3 separate regions of the Hordeum vulgare genome follow, and regions 1 and 3 are each linked to region 2. The links are chromatin contacts, called in public Hi-C maps. All regions are on one chromosome and are shown on one strand. The core of a region is the stretch at or near the end of the contact, and the rest is flanking DNA. Distances in the headings are between cores, read along the strand shown.

Evidence for each region. A called contact is a pair of places that touch in the nucleus more often than the background predicts.
Region 1: a contact with region 2 is called in a Hi-C map of seedling, with 2.7 times the contacts expected there. The contact joins the promoter of LOC123427093 here to the promoter of LOC123427092 in region 2. A contact is called at or near these places in 4 of 6 Hi-C or Micro-C datasets (leaf and seedling) and 1 of 1 datasets of contacts at active chromatin or transcription factors (embryo).
Region 3: a Hi-C map of seedling shows a contact between it and region 2, with 6 times the contacts expected there. The contact joins the promoter of LOC123427089 here to the promoter of LOC123427092 in region 2. A contact is called at or near these places in 4 of 6 Hi-C or Micro-C datasets (leaf and seedling).

The regions. Positions count from the first base shown.
Region 1 is chr2H:539,073,754-539,076,453 of MorexV3_pseudomolecules_assembly, forward strand. It overlaps LOC123427093 (transcription factor bHLH153-like), which reads left to right and starts at 1,295. Exons shown (of 5, transcript XM_045111049.1): 1 at 1,295-1,612.
Region 2 is chr2H:538,888,882-538,891,581 of MorexV3_pseudomolecules_assembly, forward strand. LOC123427092 reads left to right here and starts at 1,256. Exons shown (of 4, transcript XM_045111046.1): 1 at 1,256-1,644.
Region 3 is chr2H:538,658,001-538,660,700 of MorexV3_pseudomolecules_assembly, forward strand. It overlaps LOC123427089 (phosphoglycolate phosphatase 1A, chloroplastic-like), which reads right to left and starts at 1,383. Exons shown (of 11, transcript XM_045111043.1): 1 at 989-1,383; 2 at 821-888; 3 at 623-715; 4 at 466-537; 5 at 279-350; 6 at 25-84. The coding sequence starts at 1,241.

The DNA.
Region 1 (2,700 bases), core at 45-2,544, 180 kb after region 2:
GGGCGTCAACTCCTTCTTCTTCTTTTTGGGCGACGAGCGGCCTTGCTGGGGGCGCGGACCTTGCCTCTGGCTTCGACGGCGGCGACGGATGAGGCCATTGAGGAGATGGCGGTGGCGGCCTCGAAGTCGTCGTCCCGGGAGCGAGCGGGAGAGTATGGGGGAAATTGAGGGAAAAAGGTGACCACTTTGTCGCCGACTTGCGGGCCACGGAGGGAAGTGTCCGCGTCTACGCAAATCAGGCTCAAAACTAAACCAGAATGGGTCGATAGGCGGACAAAAAGCGGACACGCGTCCTTTTAGGTCGACGCGTTTGACCAACTTTTTGTCTGTGTGGACCCAAACGAACGATGAGGGACGAAATGGATCGCCCCGTTGAAGTTGCTCTTCATACACGTAGAAACCCAGAAAAACAAGGCAAATATATTCATAGAAGAGAGAAAAACTAATAGTACACGTGATCCTCTTTTCTTTCCGGAACCATTCCAAATTCGCTAAATTCGGCAATACGCGTAGGCTTCGCCAAGAGCGGCACGCAAACGCCTGCTAGCCACCGCACGTCTACACTCTCTACACCCTATCCCATACGTATTTCCCTCGTCGACAGAAGAACACCACCAGGCTGTGCACGCATCGCTGTACTGCGTCGCATACGGCGTAACCCAACCCCAGCCCGGACGTGGACAAGTCGCCGGTCGACGATGCATGCAGGAAAACACACACCTCCCCTGGTGGCTGGCTGGCGATCGCCTCGCCGTCCCTTTCGGCGCATGCATCCCCGCACAAATGTCACCCGCACGGCGCCCCCCGCTGCCCCTGCGCCTGCGCGGCGCGGCACGGCACCGCACCGCACCGCAAAGCGAGAGAGCATGCACGGACGGACCCGTTTGTCCCCGTCCCTCTCTGTGGGCTGGGCTGGGCTGGGCATATGGCGTCACCCCGCGAGCCCTGTCCTCTCCTGCACCCCTCTCCCCCGGTCACGCCTTTGGCCCCATCCCTTCCCCTCCCCTCCTCTCCTCTCTCTCCTCTGGATATTAGCTGTCATGGAAAGTGAGGCCAAAACAATCTGCTAGGCGCACGCAGACGCAGACGCAGGCGCGCCGTTTCCCAGCGGCTCCACGTCACCCTTCTGCGGCCCTTTTTCGCTTTGCTTGGTGCAGTCCGGGACGTGCGCCGAAGGATTTCGTGAGAGCAAGAATCCATTTCCGTCGTCACGCTCGGGCACATAGCGCGCCGCTCTTCTAATCTAATAAAAGCATCCGGTTTCCTCGTCTTAGAAAAAGAGAAATCTATCCATCCATCTATCTGCCGCTGCCGGTAGCCACCGCCCGCTCCCTGCCCGCGTCTCTCGTCTTGTGTGTATATATAAATGCTCAGGGGCTCCCTGATCCCCAATTGTCCCAGGGCGGCCCCTCTCCCCCAACTCCATCCTTAAACCCCCCATAAGCCTTTTCTCTTTCCTTTCTCTCTTCTATCTACTCTTTGCACTTTCTCCGACTCCGGGAACCACACACGGCGAGGCGAGGAGGCGTCGGAGCTCGCTGCCGTGGCGGCGCAACTCCGCCGGTGGAGTCGAGTCGAGTCTGGGTCTCCCTATATCAAACTGCCTCTGCAGGTAAGACCAGCCCTTTCGCTTGATGCAGGCATGCAGTTAGTCTCTTAGTTTGCTATACGTTTGCCTCGATCTGTTAATTACTTCTCCCCCCGTGCCAGTTAGCTAGCTACCGAACGATCGCTAGCTGATACAGCTAGTCATACGGATTACGGAGACATCTTCTTCTTCCTCTTGCTTGGCTTAACTTGGTATGGCGCCGGCAGACTTTAAGAGCATAGCTGCACACCAGCCATGGCGGTCTTGTCACCGTCCGTTCTTTGAGAGAGAGAGAGGGAGGGGAAACGGAGGAGCAGGCGGTGGCGTGTGTATGGCGCGAGGTACAGACGCGTAGACGTACGTACGTACGTGTCAGCAGGCGCAGCGGGAGCGGGCGAGGGCTCTCCCTACAGCTGGCTCCTGGGTGGACATCTAGCTACGTCGGCGACCGGATTAATTAGCCACGACCCGACCCCGACCCCGACCAGACGAGGCCTTAATTAAGCGCCAGGGTGGTTGATTAGGCGCCGGATATATACGCACACACACGAACATAAACAAGCACCCCGGCCCGTGATTGCGTCGCGACGAGGCAAGTACGTACTCAGCACTCAGCAGCATTCATCACGGCCGGCCGGTAGACCAGTGACAAAACGTACTCTTATGGAGTACAAACACGCAGTAATGCTAATTCCGAAAGAAAAAGAAAAAGGCAACAGTGGGTGCAGTACTGTGCTACACCATGGCATGGAGACACGAGGGAAGGGAAAGCCCTACCGCTCGAGCGCGTGCGTGCATGCCATGCCATGCCATGCTAGTTGACAAATTCGTCAATCATGGTTTCTGTTACCAGCATCGCATCATCGACGGGACAAAGCGCCTTGTCCTTTCTTCTTTCCCAGCTTCCTTCCACACTTCATCCACCTGCTCGCTCCTCCCTTTTCCTCATCTCATCTCATCTCATCTCTCACAAGTAAAGAAAAAGTGTGTACCAAGCCATGCATGCATCCATACAAAAGCCCATAACATCTTTACAGCAAAAAGTGAAACCAAAGCTAGCCAGCCGGTGAAATGACAGAAACCAAAGTAATTTCCCTAGTGTAAACAGTAGG
Region 2 (2,700 bases), core at 6-2,505:
AGGCACAGTTGTGTCTCTTGGAAGCGAAAGGAAATATCTTTTCATATTTTCTTCCGCGAGAGTTATGGATTTGCTTTCGTGAGAAGGATACTCATGCCTCTCGAAATCGAAAAGAACACATTTTTCCTTCCATGTAAGGCACGAATTTGTTCCGCGAGATGCGCAGTTATGCCTTGTGAAAACGAAAAAGAACATATATTTTTTCCTTTGCGAAAGGCATCGATTTGCTTTGGTGAGAGACACAGTTGTTCCATTTGGAAACGAGAAAAATATCTTTTTTTACTTCCGCGAGAGACATGCATTTACTTCTTGTGGAGGCATAAATTTGCTTCCGCGAGTCATGCCTTTTTTGAAAAGGAAAAAAACATGCTTCCGGTTTGATTTTTTCGTCCGGTTTTGTCTGTGAAAAATAATTTTCATCAAAATATATTAGAATAGGATCTACGTTTAGAATTCTAACATGAAAACGGTTTAAAATTTAGACGCACGGTTTAAAAGATATATATTTTTGAATAAATAAATCTACAAAAAGGAAAAACTCTCAAGTCGCAATAAATGATACACATGCAGTGCATCATTTGTCATGATCTGAAAAGATGGAATTGATATTTACAAAAAGTGCTCTTTAATTAGTGATTCGGAGGATTTGCCAAGTCTAAAACAAACTTTCAAAAAGCACCGTGGGATATTTTTGGGCCTGTTGGCGTGAAGTAGGCCCAGAAGTAACCAACCAGCCCAAACGGGCTACATGGTAGAGTACTCGACAGGAAGTCTTATATGACGCCTTCAGCGCCGGTTAGAGGAACAGGCGCCTGTTGCGCTCCTCCTCGTGGGCCGGCCCATGTAAAATGCGTCGGCTACTAAAAAATCAAAAAAAGTTCACAGTATTTCAAAAAGTTTAAATTTGCGAAAAAATTAAATAATTATGAAAACAAGTTCACCTATTTTTGAAATATGTTCATGGATTTTCAAAAAGTTCACATAATTCGAAAAACATTCATTAATTTTTAAAAACAGTTCACTGATTTTGAAAAAAGTTCAGAGATTTGAAATTATGTTTATAGATTTTTTAAAAATTTCACCGATTTAAAAAAATTCATCAATTTCAGAAAAAGTTCACGGGTTAAAAAAAGTTCATGACGGATATCTAGATGGGCCGGCCCATTCCGAAGCGCTGCGGGCGCCGGTTAGCTAATTTTGCCTGTAACCGGCGCCTGTGGCGCTAAATAGGGTTTCCCTACTCCACTGTACAGTACGGTTGTACGAAAAGGTTCCGCTATGCAGCCGAAAAAAACGACGACGCAATCCAATCCTTCCTCTCCCCACCCCGCCTCCCCTCCGCAGTCCCCGCTCACCGCCGACCGGGGAGCTTGTCGCGGCGCGGCGCGGCACGGCGGAGCCAAGCTCTACTCCTCCTCCCGTACCTTTCTTTCCTCTCCCTCCCGAGTCCGCCCGACCTACTGACGCGGCTCTGAATCTCTCATATAGCATATACCACAGGCTACAGCTGACGCCTCGATCCCGCCCCCGCCCCCGCCCCCGCCCCCGCCCCCAGACGACCCGCCGTCACCGTTCTTCCTCGCCGGGACGTCGCGTTCCGGCCTTATCCACCCCGTCCGCAGTCTTTGGCCATTGGGTTTTGAGGTATGAGGTTTCACCCTCCACTCCAGCGATTAGATTAATCCTGCTGACCTTCACAATTTTCGGGTGTCTTTGCGCACCCGGCACACCATCTAGATCTGTCCCCTGGCTATCCACCTACGAGCTGTACCTGTACGTAGTACGTTTTTTGCTTTGCCCGTGACATGATTTTCTGCTTGTTGGGTGCGTTTTAAGTTTACCAGGATTCATGTTCAAGAGTATCGGGAATGCGTACAAGGGTAGAATGCTGCACTTCAGCCTACATTGGTGTTCAAGTGTGGTTTCATGACGGTTGGCTGTTGCATTTGTACTTAGATTTTGGGGTAGTTTTGTGGCAGGCTTGGAATTCCTATAAAGCATATTTTAGGTGGGGCTCATAGGATTCACCTAGGGATGCAAATGGTGCAACAAACGGTGCTCACAAGTCCTGTTTAGTTAGCTCGATAATTCATTTTCCCCGGGAAAAAAAACTTTATTGAACTGTTAGACTGATAAGTGGGCTTAAACGGGGCTGGTTTACATCCCTAGTTTCACCTGATTTCCATCACTATCCTCTGTGATCATCCGGAATATTGCTCTACCTAGAAATTCTTTTTTCTTCTGCCGAAAATTCTTTCACACGGACTCAGTTCATTGTTTGGAAAGCTGTTGACAGCATACATGTTTTTTTTTTTTTGATAAAGGGCATTTCATTGAATTGAGATATCGAGTTGATACAATCGCATCGCAAAAAAAACCCGGCCTCTGCATAACTTGATGCACGCAGCCAACGCAGACCCGAAAGAAGTGAAAAGTACCAACAGAAAAGGTAACTAAAAAATGTGGTCTAGCAGCCTAAGATGTAGCAGATCCTATCCGAAGGTCAGACCGCCATCCATGGGTGTAGAAAACCTCCATGGCCGTACGCTCCAGCCGTATAGACGCCATCATAAAAAGGTCCCTGTCTTCCGGCTTCTGCAGGATAGACCAAGTACGGAGCCATCGCGAACATGTATGAATAACCTCCACAGGAGATGGAACACATTTTTTGTTGAAGACTATATCATTCCTGGTAACTAT
Region 3 (2,700 bases), core at 133-2,632, 230 kb before region 2:
AAGAGGAAGTTTGATTATACTTACATCTTTGTCATGCTCCATGTAGAAGCCAGGCTTCAGCTCTATCTTCTTGTCACCGTCTGTCTGCAAGAGCACGGGGATACAATCTAAGTCGTGTAAGTTTGTCCAAACTCTCGTCCACTCAGCTGATGCTGATTAGCATGCAACATTGGCTAAACCACCTACTACTATAATAACATGCTAAAACGAAAACATGATCTTGGTCTGTTAAATAATCATGAATATCACAGAGAAAGGAGTCACTCTTTGTTACATACAGGTCCGCCGAGGTACTGAAAGCCAGCCAGCTCGAGCTCCTTGAGGATCCCTTCCTCTCCAATCACGTAAACCTGGACCATAGAAATACTTAACCCTGCTCTTGATTTTTTGGTGCTAAATCATGTGTGCCAATGCAATACAATGCAATGCAGCCAGATTTTCTAATGATGTTGACTGATGTACTACCTTCTTGTCTTTGGGGAAATCGATGGACTCCAGGTATGCGGCAGCTGCGAAGGACGAAGCAAATATCTCTTCCTGCACATTGACCGGCCATGCCTCGTCAAGTCAATTAGCAGGAGCATAAATTGTCAAGGGAGACAGCAGTTGATGACAGGCATACCTCGTTGACACTGAGCCCGAGCGTCTCGAATTTCTTCCCGTACTGCTTCCTCGACTTGGTGGAATTGTTGGTCACGAACACCAGCCTCTTGCCCTGCAGCACAGCAACAGCTTGATGAAACCAGCAAGAACCCATATGAAGTGTGAGAAGATGATCCATTCTGCGAATCTACCAGAGCCATTACAGTTCATAGCAGACCTTTGATCTGAGCAGGTCGAGCGTCTCCGGCACGCCGTCGATCAGCTTGTCGCCCTTCCAGATCACCCCTACGCGCCACAACGACAAGAAGAAGAGAGCAGCCAATTCATTCAGGAAAAGCTCCAGCAAACTGGTAACTAGACCTTGAGCGATTGATCAGTCTCTCACCATCGCAGTCGAATATGAACGTCTCGACGGAGTCGATGAGCGCCTCGGCGTCCTCCAGCTTTGCCGCCGGGACTGCCGCCGCAGCCGCCATCACGGGCCGTCTGGGGGCGCTGTTCGGCGATGCCGTGGCTAGGACGCCGCCCGTGCGCTGGCTCCTCCCGAAGGACGCGGACGGCGGCAGCGTCTGTGACGACGGGGTAGGGGTGGAGGAGGTGGAGGCGAGGAAGCTGGGGGAGGCGCGAGCCAGGAGCATCGCTGCTTCGATGCTAGTACGTTTTTCTTTGAAGAGGATCGGGTGGCGTTTGGTTGGTGTGGTCTCGGTTTGGGCGATGTAACGGTATATGCCTATGTGGCTGTGCCATGGATGAACATTTCTCGTGTCCCGTCTGGTTGGTGTGGCGCGTCCATGGCTTGCGGATTTGTGGCTGGCAAGGCAAAGGGGAGGGATTGGGGCTAGTGTTGCTGTGGTTGTGGTTCGAGATAGTGTTTGCACTCGTGCAAAGGTCGGGAGAAAACGAAACCGCCGAATTAACAAGGGAAATGATTCTTCAACCGACCAACTTTAAGCGAGAGTCCACCGTATCCGTGCCTGTTGGATGGGTTCCGTTAAATGGTCATGAACCAACCCCTCCGTATCCACGTTCTACAACTGCTTCATTGTTTTTGCAACCAACCCTGCAACGTGTAAAAAAAATTCTTGTAGCACGACCCATGTTACAAAAACAAATCCGACAACACAACTCATATTACATAAAAAAATCCCGCAACATGATTCATGTTGTAAAAGAAATCCATAACATATGATCCATCTTGCAAAAAGAAATCCGGCAACACGACCCATATTGTAAAAGAACCCGCAATATAATCACCATTGCAAACGTCTCTGCACAAGAGATCTGTTACGAAGTACAATTGTTAGATCCAACGGCTCACTAGGCGGTGAATCTTTCTAAAAGATTCGCCGGCTGAGACGTAGCACCCCAATTAATAACTACTCCTCGGTTTTTAAATATGAGTCTTTTTAAAGATTCCACTATAAACTACATACAGATGCATATAGACATAATTTAGAATGTGGATTCACTCATTTTGTTCCGTTTGTAGTCCGCAATGAAATTGCTAGAGAGACTTATATTTAGGAACGGGGAAGTAGGAAAAAAGTGAAATTTGACTACAACATGATGTTTGGATCGAGTATTTGCTATCTATTCATGCCAACTAGCTGTTACATGGACCGTAATACTTCTTTTTCCATAATGCGACTACGGCTAGAAAGAAGAGGAATAATATTAAGAAACTTCTGGATGACACCGGGGTTTGGAAGCAAGGTACGGAGTTGGAAGATCACATTGTCAGTTTCGTAACCGAGTGAGGAAATCTTATCCCTCTTTTGGAGAAGAGTGTCCATTGAAATGAATAATGCCTTCCTTGTTCCTTACACTGCTGAAGATGTGTGTAAGGCTTTATTCGCCATTGGCAATTTGAAAGCTCCGGGGCCTGATGGTCTTCACGTTATTTTTTATAAGACATTTTGGCCTATGTTTGGGAACGATTTAATTGAAGAGGTTGTTAGGCCATATTTATTTCTTAGTGGTTTTGATGATTGATGAAAATGCATTTACGGACTAATCGTATGCATTAAGCCTTTCAGATAATTTACATATGGCACAAGACGATTCTTGCCCCTCGGTGGATAATAGCGAAGACGGTTA